2 separate regions of the Neogale vison genome follow, and region 1 is linked to region 2. The links are chromatin contacts, called in public Hi-C maps. All regions are on one chromosome and are shown on one strand. Each heading gives the region's core, a stretch centred on a gene start, on an enhancer-like site or on the middle of the called end of the contact. The rest is flanking DNA. Distances are from core to core; before and after follow the strand shown. Region 1 holds the start of CALM2 (calmodulin-2). Region 2 overlaps TTC7A (tetratricopeptide repeat protein 7A).

The links. A called contact is a pair of places that touch in the nucleus more often than the background predicts.
Region 1: a contact with region 2 is called in a Hi-C map of fibroblasts, with 5 times the contacts expected there. The contact joins the promoter of CALM2 here to the enhancer-like site in region 2. A contact is called at or near these places in 2 of 3 Hi-C or Micro-C datasets (fibroblasts and muscle).

The regions. Positions count from the first base shown.
Region 1 is chr8:56,596,135-56,601,267 of ASM_NN_V1, reverse strand. It overlaps CALM2 (calmodulin-2), which reads left to right and starts at 1,802. Exons shown (of 6, transcript XM_044263655.1): 1 at 1,802-1,889. The coding sequence starts at 1,887.
Region 2 is chr8:56,518,427-56,523,681 of ASM_NN_V1, reverse strand. The region is part of intron 18 of TTC7A (tetratricopeptide repeat protein 7A); the gene reads right to left. Among named protein-coding and RNA genes, the nearest start is that of STPG4, 57 kb to the left of the region's middle. Within about 2 kb of position 2,646, the one cell type or tissue checked has open chromatin away from gene starts, as enhancers often do. A contact at or near this core is called in fibroblasts, where this site is marked.

The sequences.
Region 1 (5,133 bases), core at 553-3,052, 78 kb before region 2:
GGTAGGACCAAGGAGCCAATTTTTAAAAATGTGTGTGTGTGACAAAATACACATAAAATTGACCATCGTAATCATTTTGAAGTGAACAGTTCAGTGATATTAAATACATTCACAATGTTGTGCAAACATCGCCACCATCTCATACTCTTTTCATTTGTAGAACTGAAACTCCATACTCACTAAACAGTAACTCCCCATTCCCCCTGCCCCAGGCCCTGGCAAACTACTGTCTGTCTCTGATTTTGACTACTCTAAGTACCTTATATAAATGGAATCATATAGTATCTGTTTGTGACTAGCTTATTTCACTTACCACATAATGTCAAGGTTCATCCATGTTGCAGCATTTCCTTTTTGAGTCTGAATAATATTCCAATGCACGTATAGGCCACATTTTGCTCAACCATTTATTTACTGATAGACATTTGGGTTGCTTCCAAGTTTTAGCTATAGCGAATCATGTTGCCTTGAAGGCGGGCATACCAATATTTCTCCAAGATCTTGCTTTCAGTTCTTCTGGGCACAGACCTAGAAGTGGAATTATTGGATCATACGGTAATTCTCTTTTAATTTTTAAAGGAACGGCCATACTGTTTTCCACATCATTTTACATTCCCACCAACAGTGCAGCGAAGGTTCTAGTTCCAAGGAGCTAACTCCTCAACATGTTTTTTTAAATATCCTCTTAAATCTGAGAGGTTAAGAGACCCACAAGGGCAAATTTGTTCTGAGGGGTAGGCATATTACAGTGACCACTTGCTGGGCCCTTACCATGTGCCAGATACTTCAACATTTTACATTAACTCTTTATGTTATTCGCATCGTTACAATAACCTTTTCAGAGAAGTATTATTACCTCCATTTTATAAATGAGGCTAACGATGAAATGACTCATCCAAGGTCACACACCTAAGAAAGTGCACCAACCAACACTTGTCCATAGCTCCAAACCAGGACCCTGTTTTCTCACACTATCAAAACGCTAACGGGAGTGACTAATCCCACTGAATCTCGGATACTGTGGTTTCTGAGTGACTTTTCTGGGAAAGTACCCCAGGTAAGAAAGGAGAATGGCAAGTATGAACAGAAGACGCTTTCGGATTTGTCTCTCAGCTAAGCACCTGCATTTATCCTTACCTAGATCTTTATTGGTTTTGTGAGGGAGTAAAATGAAAAATATGTGGCCTCCACAAGGCCGAGAGGCTGAGCGCGGGATACAGGTTTCCTGCGGTCTTTCAGCGTCAATCTTTACTTGCCCAAGGTGTTCTCGCCTACCCCTGCACAAGGGGCGGGAAAGTGTGTGTAGGAGTGCGGGAAGGAAGGAGGGATGGAGGAGGAAGATTCTGCGGCCAAACGCAAGGGAAGCGACTCTGCCGCCTGGCGCAGTTGCCAGGACAGCGCGGCCAGAGCAGCAACGGCAGAAGCCGCACCGCGTCCCGGCGGCAGCGGCTGCTGCGAGCCCGAGTGACGCATTGCAGGTACGAACCAGCCAATCAGAGGCCTGTTCAACGACCATCGGCGATCGAGTCGCCACTATGATGCTCCTCCGCGCCGCAAAGTAGCGCCCCTCAGGCGCGACTCCCTCGGCCTTTAAACTGGCTCGCTGGGGAGTGAAACCCACTTACGTCATTCGTTCGGCCGCTTTCCTTTATCTCTTGCTTCGTCGAGTAAATAACAGTGGATAAAGGAGTCCCGAGAAGAGTTAGAGAGGAAGGGGTTTGCCGGAACTCGTTTGCGATGTTCCGTTATCTGGCATGCGGCGGAAGGATCTGGCGGAGGGAGGTGTTTATGAGGCGCTGGGGGCGGAGGAGGAGAATTAGTCCGAGTGGGTCGAGCGAGCTGTGTGGTTGTGTGGTCGCTTCTTGGAGACCGGTAGCGCTTGCAGCATGGTGAGTGTGTCGCTAAGCCGCCGGCGCTTGGCCGGAGGGGGTACGAGGCTGAAGCAGATTTGTTAAAGAAAGGGGACGCTGCTCCCCTACATCCCTCAGGAGTGGTCTTCGTCAGAGGGATGGCGCGAAAGAGACCGGGGCACTGCGGCGGTTGCGTCGCAGGTGCTCTCCTATCCCCATTCTCGGAGAGGAGTCCCCTAGCGTTACGGGGGCCGGGATCATTGCCTTCGAGGAGCTGAAGCTCCTCAGGGGCTTGGCTGGGTGAGGGTGATGAATCGGGGTGAGGGGGGGCAGCCCAGCACATGGTGGAGACAAGAAAGTGAAGGGCGGGGGAGAGCGGGAGGGCAAAAGCTGCTGGTCGGGCATCTCGAAAGGTCGGTGCCGGGGCCTGATTCAAAAGCCCAACGGACGGTTTGTGCTGGCGCCAGGAAGCGCCTTTGTGCGCTTTCGGCCGCCATGCGCCGAGGGGGCGGGAAGGGAGCGCGAGGCCCCGGGCTAGCGCCAGCGCGCCGTTAGCCCGCATCCCCCGCGTGCCGGGGGCGGGGGGCGCGCGAGCGGGCGCGGCGCGCTGTGTGGGCCGAGCCCGCGAGGCGCGGGGAGCGGCCGGGGGGCGGGGCGGGGCCGCCGCCCGCTCGGCTTGCCTCGCGCCCCAGCTGCTGTGCTGGCACCTGCAGGGCTGCGGAGGTCTCGGCTGCCCGCGGCAGTGTGCGGGGCCTGCGAGTTGGGGATGGGTGGGGGAGGGCGGCTACGGCAGTTTCCCATCCCCCTCCGGTGGCGAGAAGGAAGCTCGATGGACCCTGATCTTTCCCACTCCATTTGGGGCCCTGGGGCCTTCCACTACCCAGCCTGGACATGAGAAAAAATGTGGCTTTGTCATTGAAGGAAACGAGCTTTATACCCGAGTCTGGCGCACGCTCAAAGTGCGCATCTGACTAGAGAAAGTCGTCCGCTCCAGCTTGGGTCTGAAATGCTTTTTCTAGTCCCCTGCCAAAAGCAAGCTTTGGGGTGACTGACATTCTATTGTGAAAGTCGCTTTTATCCTGCCGTAACAGTTGAAAAGGCCAGTGTCTATATCCTATTCTTAAGTACTCACGTGCACTCCTAATGTTTAAGAACTATAATCACAGCATTGCCCCTGCTCCAATTCCCTTGAAAATGAGTCGTATTTCCGTCCAGAAAACGCCAGACGATGGTAACGTGCAGTTCAATTCTCTTAAATAGTAATGGCTGTCAAGTACTGTGGTGATAGAAGAGTATACCGGGGGCAGAAGGAGCAGGGAATCTTAAAAAGCATTTTCCTGTCACTTGAGACCGGAATTCCTGTTTTTTTTACCCTAATGACGGCGGTAATTTGCAGTACCTACTTTTTGTTTCCGTCTGCCAAGTGGTTACAGCGATGGGTGTGTCCAGAAGGCAAGGTGACATCTTAAACAGAGGAGTTGAGAATCCTTGCCAACTGAAACCTCCAGCCTGTATGGGTGTGGGGAGAGGAGTTCACCTTGGATAAAACTAGTGTTCACTCAAGTTTGATGCACTCGTTCTATTTTGATTTTTTATCTGATTTTGAACATACTAGTTGAATTTACTTTTTAAGTGAAACAAGGTATACATTATGTATATGTAATCAAGGTTCTGAATTGTGCAGTAAATTTTTAAAAAATATTTTTAAATGAATGGTAAATTTTTTACCTAATCAGTCTGATACTTGAACCGGGAACTAAATAGATTTTCATATGTTGCATACAGTTTGTATCGACACTTTTCATGGTCCTTTGCCAGTGATAAGCTTCTGTAATTACTGTTTACATTATTGGTGCTTTGGGGGTTTTCATTTAGTTTTTTCAGTCGCTAGTCATTGTTAAGTAAAATTAAGTTGGAAGTTGTCATAAGGTAACTTCATAATTATAAGACTTGGAGATTTAAAATGAAGTCTCTGTAAGTTAAAGAATGAGTTTGTGTGGAAGCAGAACAAGATTGTTCAGATAGCTCTTGGGTTTACATGTAAGTGTTACAAGTACGTGTGCATTGAAAGAGCCAAGGATCGCTTTAAGATTTGGGGCCCAGGTGATAAGTAAGAGATACGAAGAAGTAGAAAGTTTTGTGCTTGTCAAAGTCATCATTATTGTATCAAATTGCAAGTAGATCAGTTTGTGTTACACTGAGGAACTTCACTGTGGCCCTATTAAAAATACATAGAAAGTTCTAGATTTAGGTACAATGATCAGAGTAGGCCTTTAGTAAAGGTCTTAATTTCTGTGAAGTAATTTGTCCTGATGGTTTTTCTTTTGATCAGAGATGCTATAGTACGTTCTGTTCTGTCAGAATTAAGGTATCTGTTAATTCTACTGAAATAAATAAAGGCTGCTTTTAATACAGGTAGGGCATACCCTGACTTCTGAAATTTTAAAAAATAAATAAATAAATAAAAATTAATGAAGACTTCTTTTTTTTTTTTAAAGATTTTATTTATTTATTTGACAGAGATTACAAGTAGGCAGAGAGGCAGGCAGAGAGGAGGAAGCAGGCTCCCTGCTGAGCAGAGAGCCCGATGCGGGACTCGATCCCAGGACCCTGAGATCATGACCTGAGCCGAACGCAGCGGCTTAACCCACTGAGCCACCCAGGCACCCGAAGACTTTTTTTTCTAAATAGAACTTGAAATAAAAGAATGAATGAAAGCTAGAAGTTTGTGTTCCGATTTAAACCTGTGGCTTCATACATTTATTCAGATAAGAATTTTGGATTTTTTTAAACTGCCATTCACTAGATGAACTCCAGGAATATCCATATCTGCTTTGATAGGTACATAATGCATTCACTCTTCAGATCACACGTGAAGATAGGTTAATGTTTCTCAGTGTTTACAAATCACGTATGGTTCTTCAAAATGCAGATTCTATAACTCAGTAGGTCTGGTGTGGAACCTGCGAGTGTACTAATGCCTGGAAGCTTTCTCTGGAGTGATGAACAGGAGAAGGAAGTCTATCAATTGTTGTAGAAATACAGGAATAAGAACTAGTCATCTCTCTAGTGGATTATTCTTCACGGAGATAAACACACGTGTTAATGAGCTCGAGTTTTCCCAGAAGTATAATTCTTCCAGTTCTTCTAACTAAGAAAATGGCACTCTCCATAGACAGAAATAAAAACCAAATCTATTTGCATGTAGTTGGAAAAGACTTAAAAATTAGAGTGCTAGGGAGTGGTGTAGTTTTGCCTCTTAAAGGCCTTAGTCTTAACTCCG
Region 2 (5,255 bases), core at 1,397-3,896:
CAAAGATGTGAGGTAAAACCTAACACTGACTTCCTGGACAGGCGGGGGCTGGGCTGGGGGAGAGGAGCTGCCTTCTATGTTCCTGGAGCCCCCCCTCGGGCGCCCGCCCACTGATGGCCATGTACATTTTTAGCTGGAACATTTTCCTCCTCACCACACTCCTCAGAGTTAGGCCCTCTGTTGCTATGGAGACCCACCGGGAAAGATGCACATGCCCGATTTCCTAAAGTCCTCTGAGGCTTGGAACAGAACCAGCGAGGCAAGAGTAAAAGATGGCACTCAGGCAGCCCTAGGCAAAGCCTCTCCCTCTCCCAAGGTGCTGGCCGTGGTCCTGGGGGGTGGGGACAGGGAAGGAAGGGGGAGCGGTCTTCATCTCGCCTCTTCAGGACAGGAAGAAGCTGTCCCCAGGGAGCCCCATGGATGGGGTGGAGGGCAGGGGAGCTAAGGCAGGGCGGGGCCGGCCAGGAGCCGTGCTGACTCAGGGCCGCCCGGGAGTGGAGGGCAGCGCCCAGTCTGGCCAGCAGGGCCCTGGGCCAAGCTGTGCTGCCGGCATGGCCTGGGAGCTGGACCCTGAGCAGCAACCGATGGAACAGGGCCCACAGGGAGGAGGGAAGGCGGGCGAGACGACGGGCCGCCAGACACCAAAATTAAGCACCAAAAATGGAAGGTTTGCGCCCTGGGAGTCCTGCCCATGAAGGAGCAAGAGAGGACAGATGCGAAGGCCAGCGGGGCCTCACGGTGTGGGGGCGGGGCCACTGTGGGGTTTACACACTCAGTTTTCTAGATCAAGCTTCCACGGGAGATTTTGTTTGAAAAGAGGGCTCTACCGCTAAAAAGGAGTTCAAAAACCCCTGATCTCTAGCAGTGTGTGGGTGTTTGGTAAGGGGCCAGATGTGGCCGCAGGCTAAACGGGTGTGTGTGTGTGTGTGTGTGTGTCTTGCTCTGCTGGTTTTACTCAAGGTCTGCAGCAGGCTTCTCTGCATGTTTCTTGTAGAGAAAAGAGCCAGGACTCCACAGCCAGAAGACCTAGCTAGGCTGGGCTGGAATCCCAGCTCTGCCACTGACAAGTGCAGCGACCATGGGCCACTGGCCTGTTTTCTCTGAGCTGTGGTTTCCTCATCTGTGAACCAGAGGACAGAATGGTACTTCCTGGTAGGGAATTGTTAAGAGTCTGCAAGGATGAATCTGCAATCATGTAAGCAGGGCCCACAGTGTGCTGACAGCAACGGGAAGCGTCCCCAGGATGAGCAGAGAGTCCTGTCAGAGTGAGGAGTAGAAGATGATTTCTCTAGAGGGCAAGGCTCCCTGTGGACGAAGACTCGGGACTGAGGTGGGGTTGGATCACATCCCCCATACCCTGGGGTGCTGACCTCAGAGCCTGAAAGGAGACACCGGGCTGGGGTCAGGCTGGGGCCCCGAAGCCCAGGGCCTGTAACAGGATCTGCTGCCACCTGCCTGAGACACCCGCCTGTTCCTGTTCGTGTTTGGTAGCAACTCGGAGCTGTTTGCTGCCTGACAACTGGGCGGGGCCAGCCTCAGGACGACGTGAGGTCTCACCTGCTCTGCCCCCAGCCTGGCGCTGTGCCAAGGGCCTGCCATCACCACCCCCTGCCCTGCACCCCCACCCTAGCCACCCAGAGAACAGGTCTCCAGGGAGATGGCGGGAACACCGTTCCACCCAAACGTCCCCGATGACTCTTCCCCACTCTGGCCAGGGGGCACCCTGAGCCAAGAGAAACCAGACCTGCCAGTAGGTGACTCAGCCTCTGACCCTCACCTAGGAGACGCCACAGCCAGGCGGCCGCAGCAGTCGGAAAGCAACGTGCGAGTTGCTCATGGCTGTTGAGCAACACACCTTTGAGAGGGGACCAAGGTTACAGACATTCAGGGAGGGCAGGGCTATGGGGAAAGGCCCCGGAAATTCCCAACTTCATTCATTCCTCCTACCCTCCCTTCCTGGAGCTCAGGGAGGAGGGAACATCTGGCCTCATCTCAACTACCCAGGACCCTCCTCCTCCAGCAAGCCTCCCAGGATAGCACCTCCTGGCCACGCCATCGCCTTGAAGTTGTGATTCATTACTGGTGGGCTCTCTTGTGCAAGCCATCTTGGGCTGAGACGGGGAGGGTCCGTGGCTCCTGCCTGCTTGGCTATTCCCCACAAGACAGCAGCTCAATAGAGTGCAGGTGGGAGGGTCCTGGGTTCTGAGCCAGGTATACCAGAGGCACTTAGAGGTGTGCGTGTTTGCTGACCTGCTTAGGGCCACAGGGACAGGCAGCCCGAGGGGCCCTCCCTGTTGGAAGATAAGGTTCTCTTGGGGGGGGGTTGGTGGTACAAAGACTGTAGCCTGGGATGGGGATGAAGGAGAAGACAGGTCGCTCCTTCCTTTCTCAGTATTGCTACTACACACCATCTCACCTCATTAATTCAGTGCCTGACATTGTTGGCCAAGAGGGGAGGGGTAGCAGGAAGGTCTCGGCTGTATGTGTCTTTTTATTCTTCTGGGTTGGGGATGGGGGGGCCATACCCTGGGAAGCAGCCCCCAGCACTAGGCCAGCTGCAGGCCAGGCTGAGAGCTCCCTCCCAGTCCCTTCCCTCAAGTATTTATAGAAGTTATTTTGGGAATTTTCTTTCTGAGCTCAAGGCACATTCCTGGGATTCTGTAACAGCCTTTCCAGCTGGGAAGCAGGGAATCATTGCTGGAGCCTCCTGGTCCCAGGAGCCCTCCACTTGGGGACCCTGGGCTGCAGGGAGGAGCCTGGGGTGGGGCCACCTCTGAGGTTGCTCCCCTCACCCACCCTGAGGCTGACACACCCTGCGGAGGAGGCCCACATTCCAGCCGGAGCTGAGGCGCTCAGGCCCTCTCCGGATGCCAGGTTCTCCCAGGTGTCAGCCTCAACCCGTCCAACCAGACTCGAATGAGGTGTCTCTCCGGGCTGAGAACAGAGCCCACAGAGCACCACATCCCTCCTGGAGCTGGGGCAGCTCCAAGGCCCCAGGCTGGTCCCACCTCCCTTTTGGGAAAAGGGGCACAAATTCTTCTAGACCCCACCCAACATCTGGTTGACAAGCTCCCCTAGGCTTTCATCCGAAGAGGCCAACAGACTCACTTAGAGCCCAACTAGGTGGGGGTAGCAGAGGCAGCCGTGATCGTGTGGCAGAACCCATTCCTCCCTTCAGGCTCCTGCCTACCCCCACACCCCCAGGTGAGATGTTGAACACCAGTGGGCCTCTTGGTGGTGGTGGTGGGGTTGTATGTCTTCAGAGAGCCATGGACAGACTCAAAGGTGAACACTAGCTTGAGGAGAAAGCACATCACCTCCCAGGGGGCTCTGCCTTTTCCCCTCCCACATTTTGGGCTGGTTTCAGGCTCTGGGCCTCTGGAGGCTCTGCCCACTCTAGGGCATAGGTGGGCCCTCAGGCCTCCGTCAGGAGCCCGGACTGTGGGTGCTCCAGCTGAACACCCTGTGAGAAAGAGTGAGGGGGGCACCATTGCAGAAGCTCCCTTCTCTGGATGGGAGGTGAAGCTGAGGGGAGGGGGCTCCTAACCCACTGGACAAGGGGAAGGCTGGAGCCTGCTGTACCCTCCCATCAGGGAGTCTTTCAGACCATTGATTTTGGAGCTAAATTAAGCCAAAAATGATGTGGGAAACAAAGGCAGAAGAAAATTTATTGAATTTCCTTACCACCTACAGCCCATTGACAAGTCCTTGAAACAGAGTGAACTTCCTCTAGGGACTCAGCTGCCTCAATGTTGTCACTTTGCTAAGGGCAAAAGGCAATCCTAGTCAGACCCCTCCCCTCCAGGATACTGTAAGCCTACTTTAACATATAAAAATTCCTCTGGAAACTTCCTTTATCTCTAAACCTAAGATATGTGTTGGCAATCATCCCCCAAGCATAAGGCCCACTGATATCCATCATTAGATGGTAAAAAAATGACCTTTCCCCAACAATAGCTCAAGGTCCTGGAAACCTTGCTTCCAAAATTCCTTAGAGACTTACACTATCCCTAACCTCCTTTCAACTTGTAAGTATATAATGGGCCATTCCTCATGACCCCAGTGCAGCTCTTTCTGCCCACGGGTCCTGTCCCCGTGCTTTCATAAAATCACCTTTTTGCACCAAAGACATCTCAAGAATTCTTTCTGGCCGCTGGCTTCAAACCCTAATGTTTTCCTACATCAAAAGTGCTTAACGATCATTCTGATCAGAGTCTATGATGGGTGGCTTCCCTTCCACATCCTCATCAGGGATGCTGAGGACTTCAGGAGCCCACACTTAAGCCCAAGGCTTTCCCAAAGTCTTGAACCAGAGCCAAGGGAGCCTGCCTTCACCTTCTTGAAGGTCTCTGAGCCTGGGCTGGGGGCTGCACCAGCCCAAGAATGACGTGGGTAGGCAGGGGCCTGAACCCTGGTGAGGCCACCGCTGGGGGACATGCCCCACACAGCGAGCCTCCAGAAATCCCTTCTCCCTCCTGTTCCACTCCACTCTACTTTCCCACCAGGGAATGCAGTCCTCAGGCAAGACTTGGGAGGGATGAGAGAGAGAACTCAGAATAAAACAACAGCACTAGGAGACCAGATGGCCAACAAGACGTTCCTACTGAGCTTTCCTGCCAAATAGAGCAATGTTCCCTGTCTATCAGAGCTGGTGGGGCAGACGCAGATTCTATGGAGAGGAGCTGTGAGCATGTGTGCACACGTGTGTGTGTGTGTGTAGGACTCAGGGTTCCTGCACAGACAGCACCACACAGCACAAGACTTCTGGGCCTTCCCGTTCCTCCCGGCTGCCTGCGCCCTCCTAGCTACTTGCCATAGTTCAGGAAGCCAACAAGGAGGGAGACGCCTAGAGCAAGTGGGGTGTCCAAGACCCCACGGCATCAGGCCCCAGGAACCAGAAACCCTGCCGTTCTGTGTGCTTACTGGCCTCAGCTGGCACCAGGGAACCTTCAGAGGGCCAGGTACTGGGTTTTACTCTGCAGCTGCTCAGGACACCTTTCCTCCTTCCAGTCAGGAAACAGGCTGAAGCAGCCTGGCCTGACAGAGGTCAAAGCAAAAGGCCAAGCAGGGCCTCCCCAGAACCTGGCCTTTCCTGCTCCTCCTCCCCAGCAGTCTCAGGTCCCCAGCAGGCCTCGTCTGCTGAAGAGACCAGCCTGGAAATGGTTCTCGCCCTCGCTTCAGTCTCCGGCCTACTGAGCCCTGCTCTCAGCTAAGGTCAGCCTGGCCTTGCACTGTGGATACTCCTGTACCAGGCA